Linked DNA regions of Mus musculus: all the other regions are linked to region 2. Evidence: chromatin contacts called from public Hi-C and HiChIP or PLAC-seq data. All regions are on one chromosome and are shown on one strand. Each heading gives the region's core, a stretch centred on a gene start, on an enhancer-like site or on the middle of the called end of the contact. The rest is flanking DNA. Distances are from core to core; before and after follow the strand shown. Region 1 has its middle 16 kb from the start of Gm41582. Region 2 holds the start of Runx2 (runt related transcription factor 2). Region 3 has its middle 29 kb from the start of Gm35204.

Evidence for each region. Hi-C and Micro-C count contacts between places; a contact is called where the count stands out from the background. HiChIP or PLAC-seq counts read pairs in DNA pulled down with a chosen protein or histone mark.
Region 1: a Hi-C map of cortical neurons shows a contact between it and region 2, with 2.4 times the contacts expected there. The contact joins the enhancer-like site here to the promoter of Runx2 in region 2. A contact is called at or near these places in 9 of 39 promoter capture datasets (the 3T3-L1 cell line, cranial neural crest, frontonasal cranial neural crest and 5 more), 1 of 15 datasets of contacts at CTCF or cohesin (pro-B cells), 8 of 484 Hi-C or Micro-C datasets (the AML12 cell line, adipose-derived mesenchymal stem cells, cortical neurons and 4 more), 11 of 115 datasets of contacts at active chromatin or transcription factors (the NIH/3T3 cell line, craniofacial prominence, embryonic basal ganglia and 7 more) and 2 of 9 other capture datasets (adipose tissue and embryonic stem cells).
Region 3: an H3K4me3 HiChIP or PLAC-seq map of craniofacial prominence shows a contact between it and region 2, with 5 times the contacts expected there. The contact joins the enhancer-like site here to the promoter of Runx2 in region 2. A contact is called at or near these places in 5 of 39 promoter capture datasets (cranial neural crest, frontonasal cranial neural crest, maxillary cranial neural crest and 2 more), 10 of 115 datasets of contacts at active chromatin or transcription factors (SST interneurons, craniofacial prominence, embryonic forebrain and 7 more) and 1 of 9 other capture datasets (embryonic stem cells).

Annotation. Positions count from the first base shown.
Region 1 is chr17:45,277,644-45,281,348 of GRCm38.p6, reverse strand. No RefSeq gene overlaps it. Among named protein-coding and RNA genes, the nearest start is that of Gm41582, 16 kb to the right of the region's middle. Within about 2 kb of position 2,123, at least 11 of the 459 cell types and tissues checked have an H3K27ac peak or open chromatin away from gene starts, as enhancers often do. A contact at or near this core is called in cortical neurons, where this site is marked.
Region 2 is chr17:44,735,002-44,738,347 of GRCm38.p6, reverse strand. It overlaps Runx2 (runt related transcription factor 2), which reads left to right and starts at 1,700. Exons shown (of 7, transcript NM_001145920.2): 1 at 1,700-3,115. The coding sequence starts at 2,714. RefSeq lists a cis regulatory region at 801-809 and a promoter at 1-1,945.
Region 3 is chr17:45,325,618-45,329,355 of GRCm38.p6, reverse strand. No RefSeq gene overlaps it. Among named protein-coding and RNA genes, the nearest start is that of Gm35204, 29 kb to the right of the region's middle. Within about 2 kb of position 2,370, at least 21 of the 459 cell types and tissues checked have an H3K27ac peak or open chromatin away from gene starts, as enhancers often do. A contact at or near this core is called in craniofacial prominence, embryonic limb bud and second pharyngeal arch cranial neural crest, where this site is marked.

The DNA of each region.
Region 1 (3,705 bases), core at 874-3,373, 540 kb before region 2:
CATCTATGTCTCCTGCAGAAATGCTGGGTGTGGTAGGCTGGCTTCCTTTATGGCCCCTTTAAGGTTGACTCATTTCTTTCTAATTCATTGTTTTTAACAGGCTGGACCTGGGAGACTCCCCACTAAACATAATAGAACTAAGTGTAAAGTAAGAGTTTATAGAATTATCCATAATGTATATATTTAACATAATAAAATTTTATATGTTTAATATACTCTTCATCTGTTCTTTAAGCTCTTAAAAACCTTTTGTGTGCATATATGTGTATGTGTTGGTGTGTGTACATATGCATGTATGTGCATGTTCACGTGGTGGCCAGAGGCTGGCGCTGAACAGCCTCCTCTGTTTCTTTTCCCCTTATTTTTCAAGATGCACTCTCTCTCTCTCTGAACTTGGGATTTGATATTATGTCTAACCTGAGCTTTAGGAATCAGCATCCCTAGCCCTGGCATTACAAACAAGCCCAGTGGCCCCTCGCTTTAGCCTGGGTTCTAGGATCCAATGCTTGCATGGTAAGCATTTACAGAGCTGTGTCCCCAACTCCTGCCCCTTATTTTATTTTAATTGAAAAGAGATTCAAGAACAGACAGAGAGGAAGATTGGGAAAGGAAGAGAAAACAGAAGGGGAGCAAGCCAAGGAGGGAGGCTCTTCTGGTCCAGTGGTCTCTCAAGGCTCCTGAGAACTGCCTAGCTGGGTCGGGAGCAGCAGGAGGTGAGACCTAATGCAGAAAGAAGGCAGAGGCTATGGCTCACCCTCTCTTCCCAGGGAGGAGTGCAGCCTGCAAAATATAGCCTTGAATTTTCTGAAAGAAAAGAAGGAGAGAGAGAGAGAGAGAGAGAGAGAGAGAGAGAGAGAGAGAGAGAGAGAGAGAGAGAGAGAAAGGAAGAAAGGAAGAAAGAAAGAAAGAAAGAAAGAAAGAAAGAAAGAAAGAAAGAAAGAAAGAAAGAAAGGTCTAATTATAGAATGTACAGTTTTTCTTTCAAGAGGTACAGCCCAATTGCATTCTGGTAACAGAAGCAAAATTACAAATATGAGCAGGAAATGAAATTAATTTCAAAAAAAATCTGAAAGCACGGATTGTGGTTCTATCCTCCCTGCTTCCACCGTCCACTCCCTACCCCCACCCTCATCCTGGCCTGAGTTGACTGGTGCGGCTGGGTTCTCTGGGGCATGGTGATTAATAGGACAAGAATGAGGAGGTGTGAACTGATTTTGGACCTGAGCAGGGAGCTGGGAGAGGTTGGCATTAGCCTACTGGGATGTGTTTGCATTTTAAGTCCCCCAGGGTGACCACCTCCTGGACATCTCTGAGGGTGGGAAGTTGGAAGGATCTGAGGACCTTCCCAGAGAGCTTCTAAAAGCAGTTGTTTTTCTCCTTTTGCAGTGGTGCAAGCTTAAGCAGCTGCCACCAGGAGACTCAGGGTCCTTTCCTGAAGCTGGGACACAGAGGTGCTTGCTCCAGAACCCAGAGAACGCTGCTGGCTCTCAAGCCCCCCCCCCCAAAAAAAACCCGCTTCCAGGGAAGATGTGGATTGTCCCGAGTTCTGAGAAGCTGTATAAATTCTTCCCCTGGGCTAGTTTCTCCACTCAGCACAGAGAATCATTTAGCAGCATGAAGGATGGCTGCATAGCAATAAATAATCTTCAAATGGGGCAAGGCTGCCGTCTGGGAGGCAGAGCAAAGGCCACGGTGCAAAGCATCTGCTTTATCTGAATTTAAAACTCCAGACAGAGGCTGATTTCACTGTCATCCAAGACATGGATAATTAAAAACAAAGACATTTTAAAGAGGGATCTGAGGCGGCTTGCCCCTCCCCCTCGCTCCTTCTCCCCGCCCCTCCCTCCCCTCTCCATATCCTTCATCTCCACCTCCATCTCCTTTTCCCAGAAAAGGCTGGGAACACTCTTAAAAGCTAACATCATCCTAACGAGAGAAGACACGTTCTTGAAGAAAATCTGACTTATAGTTTACAGCTTTGTAAGAATTTCAGTCAAAAGACGTCCCAGGCTCAGGCACTCAGTCAAGGCTGCATCGTTTCAATGCTAACTTGGTATTCTGTGTGATTATTTCTTTTTACGACACTTGCAATTAAATGCAGATTTTATGCTGCCTCGTCTGACTGAAGCAGAGGCATTGGAACTTCTGGAAGCCATGGTGCACAGGCTTGTACACAGAGTCCTTGTGCTGGAGTCTGGAACACCATGCCCAGACATGCTAGCCTGGGGAATACTTCCCAGGACCCTCGAGGGCTTGAGAACTACTGTCCCCAAATCTCAGTCCCTGGAACTTGTTCTTCTGTACCTATATGTTACTCATTTGTGATGGTCGAAACTTTTCTCAACTGTAAGTTTTGGGGTAATGACTGTTCGTGTGCATGTGTGTGGTCCCTGGCCTTGCCCATGCCCGGTAAGTGATCAACCACTGAGCTACATCCCAGCCCTTGAGATGTTTCCAGATTTCAGAAATCTAGAAGGAAATACAATTGCATATGCTCCTGTATTTTGCTTTTGAAAGGAACCGTTCTCTCTGTGTACATATCTGTAAGCAGTGATCTCTCTCTCTCTCTCTCTCTCTCTCTCTCTCTCTCTCTCTCTCTCTCTCTGTGTGTGTGTGTGTGTGTGTGTATGCATGTGTGCATTTTGCATCTTGTTGGATCCTGGGAACAGACAGACAGAAATATCAATAAGATTGGTAGCAGGCATGGGTCTGATAGAGGCTGTAGAATGTGGCTCTTACTACATCAGAGAAAGATGGTAGGAAACTATAGAAAGATGAGTGCTCAAACAACCCTTGCGACCTTAGGGACCCAGCAGTTTTCCAGAACATCCCACATTGCTCTTCCCCCTGGCATGGCACGCCCTACTTAATCCTGCCTGTTCTAGGAGGATCTGAACCCCTTACACCTCCCAGATCTGTTTCAGAGGCACTAAAGTGACCTACGTAAGATCTGAATCCCCATCCCCTTAGCAGGCCAGCAGGAGAGGTGACAGAATAAGCCAGGCCTGGACTGGCAGAGGGACTCAGTCTGAAATCTGGCTGGCCTTTGATGTGGGGCCATGAGGATCTTGTTCTGCATCACTCAAGAGGCTATAGGGGCACAGCAGGTCACTAATGTTGGGGTCTGTGTCTTCCTGCCCACGCCTTCTGCAAACCTCAGCTTCTGAATATACTAGAAAGGCAACATCCAAAGCCCCCTACATCTCCTCCTAGAGGTTTCCCGGGACTCCCTCAGCCCTTGCCGCTGTAGTCTGTCACCCAGGCCTAGGAAGTGTTACTTGGGGACAAGTTTCCAGTGAAGGGAAGAAGAGTAACATCGCATCCTGGCAGGGCACTGAGGCAGGAGGTGTTGGGGCAGACCCCATAAGCCGAGTAGTGGACCAAGACATCAGCATCCCCATATGCCAAGGCATGTGTCCTTTCAAGTGGTCAGCTCAATGCATTTTGAGCTTGTCTTTGATTGCCCCAGGAGCCTCATGGGAATAGCTGTAACATTTTACATTTTCCACCCCCCCCCCCAATTCATTTCTCTCCTGGTACACCTTTCTGCACCATGCCTGATTCATCCTAGGGCCAACCTCCCTCCCCATTCAGCTACATGCGAGGTCATGCCAGCTAGGCAGAAGGATGCCAGGAGTAAGATTTACAGCCCAGTGACCAGCAGAGTACCACATACAGTGATGCTCAGGCCGGGTCTGCTGAGCT
Region 2 (3,346 bases), core at 451-2,950:
GCGCCACAGGTAGTGGCATAGAGGAGCGGGCAGTGGAAGAAGAGGGAGACTGAGTGGCTCAGGGAGGTGACTCAAGTCTGAGGGAGGACTGGTGGAAGAATCCGGAAAGAGAGCAAGAGACAAGGAAAGACCGACATGGGACGTGGGCGGCGGCGGCGGCGGCGGGGGGGGGGGGGGTTTGCATAGTTGTAAGTGGTGCAAGCAGAAAGGGGAGGCAGAAGCAGTGACTCAAAGGGGGAGGGCACAGGAGTGCTCCCCAGTATCATCCCTAGCCTGTGAGAGAGCAAGCAGTCACACTCAACTCTGTCCACTCCTCAACCCCCAGAGCGCCTCTCAGGCACAGGAGCACGGGTCCCCAGACCATCTGAGCACAGCGATCCACTTTTTGTATTTTCTAGTCTCGAGTTGCAAAGAGGCGCAAACAACCTCTTTTGCGCGCTCCGGGTACCTTTTCTGGGCCCTGCTGGGCGCGCGGGGAGGGAAGGTCAGAGAGTGGCAACTGCGCTAGGGAGGGTCATGACAGGTCCCTTGCTGAATTTGGAAGGCATTTGCACCCCAGCAGTAAAAGCCCCAAATTAATGGCTACGTGAAGAGCTTTAAATAAGACGGATGGTGAGAAATGTTACCCAGCTAGCCCTCTTCTTTAGTCCTCCTAGGGGACGACTCCCAATTTTTCATTGATTTCACCAAATCACAGTTGCGTCAACTACCTTGTTACGAATCGCCGGGGATTTTGGTAAAATGATTCTATTTGGAAGCGTTGGAAGTTTTAAAATAATAGGTTAGGCAAGACATATAACAGAACATCACGCTGAGAGGTGAGCCAGCCCGATATTGCTTCTGCCTGGTTCTTGGGGTGTATCAGCCTCCGGCGGATTTCCCGGCTTCTGTGGGCGCCGCCGCACGTTGTTTGATTTGTTTTGAAGGCTCAGAATTTGAGGCTGGTCGGAGACACCCACGTGCTTCTGATTCCCATCAGTATAATGATCGCCTCAGTTTGAGTCGTGTCTATATAAACCACAAAAACCTAATCATTAGAAATCCCAGCCTCCAAAAACCACATTTTAGGTAAAAAAACAAACAAAAAAAAAAAAAACAAACAAAAAAAAAACAAAACTGCTGCCGCTCCCCGCACTCCTTCATCTCTCAACCACAATCTTTTGGGGATTCCAAAATCGCCTCCCCCCATAACGCCGGGAAACAAAAACATAAATAAATAATTACTGAACTTTTTTTTAAACTTTTTATTTTTAACCCCCCAAAGTGGGGAGTGGCTAGAAAGACAGTTAGACACTAGACTTAGTCTGAGACGAAGACTACACTTAATAAAAGATTGGGAAATGAATGGATAACCGCTGTGTATTCCCCCTTTCCCAGCAAGCATTTTATCAACTTACAACTTATTTTAATTACCAAGCTGTCATTTTTTAGTTCTTTTTATTAAAAAAGCAACCCATCCTTATTCTCCAATAATGACAAGAAGGAATATATAAGAAAAGTGTCCAGACATCCGTTAGAGTTTCTAAAACTATTTTGACAAACACTCCTGTCACCCATTTTGGTGTCACCTAAGGGGGGGCACTCCCGAAGCCTGTAAAAACCTGCCCCCCGCCCCAACCAATGTGGGGTGGGGTTGGGGGCAGGGTGAAGAGTGCTCAGAAGTCAACGTGGAGACTTGAGAATTTCCCTTCCTCCTCTCCTGAAGTTAACAACGAAAAATTAACGCCAGTCGGAGCAGCCTGAGGCTCTCCCGCTTCTCAGCTTTAGCGTCGTCAGACCGAGAAGTGGTTCCCGGTCCTGAGGGTGAAGTGGGGAGCCGAGGACGCAGGCGGCGATGTCCTAGGCGGGGACCTCCTCCCTACAGCTTCGGGCGCCGAGCGAGCGCAGCGGCGCTTCTAGCGGCCGGCGGGCGGCGGCAGCGGCTGCGATCCGCAGGCTCCAGATCTGTCGCCCCGAGATCCGCTCTCCCCCCGCCCCCACTTACCTCCCGGCACCTTGAAACGCGAGGGGGGCCCGGGGCACTTTGCAAAGAGCAGGAGAGACGAGGCTGCGAGCTAGACGGCGGCGAAGGAGAGGGCGAGAGGAGAAGCCGGGGAAAGGAAGGACTCGGCGGCCGGAGGACTCGGAGCGCGCTGCCGGCGCGGGGAGCGCGCAGCGGCCTCGGAGGAGGAGGCGGAGGAGGCGGCGCGGGCAAGCGACGGCGCCGCGAGCTGGGCAGCCGCGCTCTGCTTGGCGGTGGCGGACAGCGAGGAGCCACACGCACCGCCGAGATGGACTGCTGAACCTGCGGGGCTCCACTACCGTACTGGAACCCGGAGCGGGGCGCCAGCGCACCCAGGACACGGTGCCCCAAGGGGCCCCTACTGCAAGCTGTTAACTTCAAGTCCCTTGCGGCGGCTGGGCCAAACACGCCCCCGCGTCCCGCTCGTTGCAGCCACCGCCAGGGACTCCCAAGCCTCCCGGTGGAGATCCGCGCCTCTCGGGTGTCCCCACCCGCTACCCCGACTCTGTCCGGTCTCCAGTCGCCGGCCCCCAGCAGACTCCGCCCGGCACACGGCTTCCTCGAACTTGATTTCTCACCTCCTCTGTCCCGTCACCTCCATCCTCTTTCCGCCCCCGTCTCGCCTCCACCCCCTCGATTTCCTCCTCCTCGCCCCCCATTTCCACCCTCCTCCCCCTCCCCCGGCCACTTCGCTAACTTGTGGCTGTTGTGATGCGTATTCCTGTAGATCCGAGCACCAGCCGGCGCTTCAGCCCCCCCTCCAGCAGCCTGCAGCCCGGCAAGATGAGCGACGTGAGCCCGGTGGTGGCTGCGCAGCAGCAGCAACAGCAGCAGCAGCAGCAGCAACAGCAGCAGCAACAACAGCAACAGCAACAACAGCAGCAGCAGCAGCAGCAGCAGGAGGCGGCCGCAGCAGCAGCGGCGGCAGCGGCGGCGGCAGCAGCGGCGGCGGCCGCAGTGCCCCGATTGAGGCCGCCGCACGACAACCGCACCATGGTGGAGATCATCGCGGACCACCCGGCCGAACTGGTCCGCACCGACAGTCCCAACTTCCTGTGCTCCGTGCTGCCCTCGCACTGGCGGTGCAACAAGACCCTGCCCGTGGCCTTCAAGGTAAGAGACTGGTCACCCCCAGATCCTGGCCCGGCCCCATGGAACCTTCCCGCCGTGGTCTCGGTGCCCATGGGTGTCCTCCAAGACTCCAGCCTTGGTGGCTCCACTCAGGGGACCGAGGTGGCTCTGATCTACATACCCCGCAGCGGCCACCGCGAGCAGATCCCCCTTCTCACCTGTGCGCCCACTACCATGTAAGCCTAGGTTCCCTTGCTTCTTCATCCTTCAGTC
Region 3 (3,738 bases), core at 1,121-3,620, 590 kb before region 2:
TCCAGCGAACTTGAAGCCAGAGGAGAGAGACGAGGCCTGGAATCTGGGCAACTTCTGGCTCTACACAGGAAGAATAGCCAGTTCCTGAGGGTCCCGGACAAAACCCACGCCCTTCATCGTTTCGCTGAGGCCGTGATATTTTGGAAATTTAAACCCACAGCAAGGTTTCTTCCTTCTCTCCCTCCCTCCCCACCCCCTCTGTCTTTTTGGGACCGGATTGGCAGTTTCCAGTGGGCGGGGCAAAGAGCATCTTCTCTGTAGATCTTAAAAAGCCGTCAGCCTTCTCTTCTGAAGAGATTAAATGTAGCTTGCTAAAGGCAGTGGGATGAATCTATGACATTCAGGGGTTCTCTGCACACTGATCTGACCACCGTTTCTCTACTTAGCTTCCCTTTCCCAAATCCATGGCTCCTCTTGGATTCTGTGAGCTGCCATTTTACCTGTCGGTCTCGTCCCTCCCCACCCATCCCACGGGAGGACAGCCATCTATTAGCTCAGCAGTGAAGGAGGCAAAAAGGACTCAGCTGGAGCAAGGTGTGGTTGTCTGTTTGTTTACCCACCCGCTTTTATGCTGCATTTCAGGACTTGAAAGTGTGCAGACATGGCCTTGAACTTGGGGTGCTGTGCTCAGGTTGGGAAACTAAGGCACGGATACTCAGAACCATAACATTGGCCCATATACTTGCTGTTGATCCATTTCAAAACAAAGTCCCACAGCAATGGCACAAAGTCACTCCCATACTTCCCTTCCAGACTTGTATGTCATGCTGGTGTGTGTGTATATATGTGTGTGTGTGTGCGCTCATTTTTATGGATCTTTGTGCCATTTAAGTTTCATGGATCATACGTGTAAATAGTCTGTAACAGGAAGTGAGCAGAGAAGGCCAGGGATCTTAAACTGTCCTCAGGGAGGGCCAGACTTCAGTCATCTCCGAGCACATCTGTGGTGGGACAGGGTGTGTGTGCCTTTGGCTAACCCAGCTCTCTTCATTCCTCCCTTGCAGTGACAGTTGCTTTGTTTTGTGGCAATACCATCTTCAGTCTCATCCTTGAGAGCAAAAGGATGGTGTTTTCTTGACTTCTCTGCCACCAAAGTCTAGAACATTCCATCAGCGCAGACAGGCAGCTGCCCAGTGTTATGGCTATGAATGGTGGCATTGAATGAATGCCAAGTGTCATGGTCACACTCTGTTTTAGGAGTGAACTTGAGGGTGCTATTCATCCCTTTGACTGTGTCAGCCGAACGCCATCCCTCGCCGCACTGTGGAAATGTGACTATTCGTTATGAGATGCTCACACTGACAGAAACATACAAGGAATACTTATTCATATTATACATACATCAGTGGACGCTCGCCATTTAGTATAAGCAAACAGCATCTGCTAATTTTGATGTGGCTCTAAGGGCCCAGTTTTCCTCTTTCCCTCTGTGACAGTTGCAGTAATGACACCGTCCTGTGACACGGAAGCATCATGTCAAACACATCCCAGAGATGCGTTATACAGGAGATAAACCTCAACCTCTTAGAGTTGAATCGTTACCAGTCTCTCAACATTAACCAAGGCCACCTAGGTTCGAGCTCATACAGAGAGCATTCCCAGATAAAGACAGGGAAGTCGTGGTCCTTAATAGGCATCCTGTCACAAAGACCAGGGAGACCATATATGATATATATGATGGAAGTGTGATGCTCTGAGATTCATTTTATAGGTCATTGAACTGAGAACCGGAACAGTGTGTGGTCTTATCTCTAGGGATCTAGGTTGGGCATCAAGGGCTGGGACCCAGGCTCAGTTTCATCTCTGCTGTTATTTAGCCATGGGACCCTTCGGCGATCACTTCTCGCTTTCCCAATTTTCTTGCCCCCACCCGGCAATGAAAGAGTGAGAGTAGAATATTTGGAAACTCCCTCTCCTCCTTTAAGTCCGAGTTTCTGATACTTCCCACCGCCAAGATCTCACCTGGCTCCCTGATGTCCCTGGAGACTTTGCCTGTAAGCTGCGCTCTGAGCGGAGCCCTGTGGAAATCTCTAGCTCAGCCTGCATCCCCCTTGCTAGCTGGCCTGCAGTGCCAGGGAGAACTCTCCAGGCAGGCGTGCTTCTGTGGGTCTGCCCGGCGCTCTTATTGCCACAGTTTCCATTCATTTCCTTTGACCTGCCTGTGGGAGAAGCTTATGATCACTGATAATTCTAGTTAATCCCTTAACTAGGAAAAGGAAACTAGCCATCTAATAGGCAAAATGAGGGAAGGACTTGGCACACCATCTGCAAAATATAAACCTAAAATATTCCAGAGTGTTCTCTGGGAGGCCGCAGCCATTAACGCCCCGGAGAGTCAGCTACTGCATGGCCTGGCTCCTGGCGGTGGGAAGAGTTCTGAGCCCAGCTGGGAGCGGGCACTTTCCCTCTCTGCGTGCTTGTGGTGGACTCCGTTAACTCGCTAAGGCAGAACATCTCCAAGCCCGTAAAAAGCTTTCTGACATGTCCCCGAGCAGCTGGCCTCCCCCATTTCAGAAGATGTCATGGTTTATTAATTCTTTGCAGAAGCAATAAGAACTGGGTATTGGCTTAATTTGGGGCCAATTTACTGTTATGGTAGGAAAAATTGGCTCTGTCTCCTTTTATTCAACACAAGGGTCTATATTTTCTGCTTTAACCCCTCCCGTGCTGGGCTTCTCCCTACTCTGCTTTTCCATGGATAACTTTGGGCCTCAGTTTCTTCAACATAAAGCGGAGATAATTGTAGTAACGATTTCCCAGGATTGTGCTGGATAGATATTAAGTTATTGAGTTATTTTAGTGTCTTTCTCTACCAAATGCTCCACATGGTGACACTTAAAAAAAAAAAAAACACCAAACCCGGGAAATATCACATCCAGATGTCCTGGCCTCTTTATGGATAACTGGTACCATGGCAACCCTATGTTCATGTTCTCATTAAGAAGAGCTATCTGGAGTTGAGTAGCGAAAGCATGCTTGAAAAAGGACATCTGTACCTGCTCAGGTCTCTGGGCCTTTCCGTTCTACAGAGGTGGGGGTGTTTCTGCCCGGTCCTGTGGCCTGGAGTCTGAGATCTGGGGTTTCCTGTTTCTTTGATAGGCTGTGCATAGCCACGGAGCCGAACTCTCCTAAAGCTGCTTCGGTGGGTAAGGGCTCTTGCTTCTAAAGCACAAAGGGGCTGAGTGTGAACCCCCAGCATCTGTGTAAAAAAGGTGGGTGTGGTTACACTCAAGCCTATAACTGCAGCAATGGGCAGGGGATTGGAGACTCAGGGATATTGAGCCTTGCTGCCTGGCAACCTAGCTCCATGTTCTTGGAGGGATCCCATCTCAAGGGAATGAGGCAAATAGATGATTTTAGAAAGACACTCAACATCCTCTTCTGACCCAACTGTATGCACACACAAATGAACATCAAGCCTACGGACATAAACAAAAGAGAAAATCTGGCTTAGCTTAGCCTTGGGATGTAGCTATTATCCTACACATGCGGGAAGCGGAAATGGGGGATTATGGGATCAGGGCTAGCTTGGGCTACAAAGAGGAGTCTTCTGTCTTAAAACAAACAAACAAACAAACAAACAAACAAAACAGCCCTGAACTGTCCTACAGAGTCCTGGTTTTACCTGCACTGGTAGTAGCAGGAAGCAGTGGTTTTTTGGGAAGGAAAATTCAAACCAAACAAATGGAACCTCCCTCTGAAGACTGACCTATGTGGACCAAGATGAGATTGTGATTT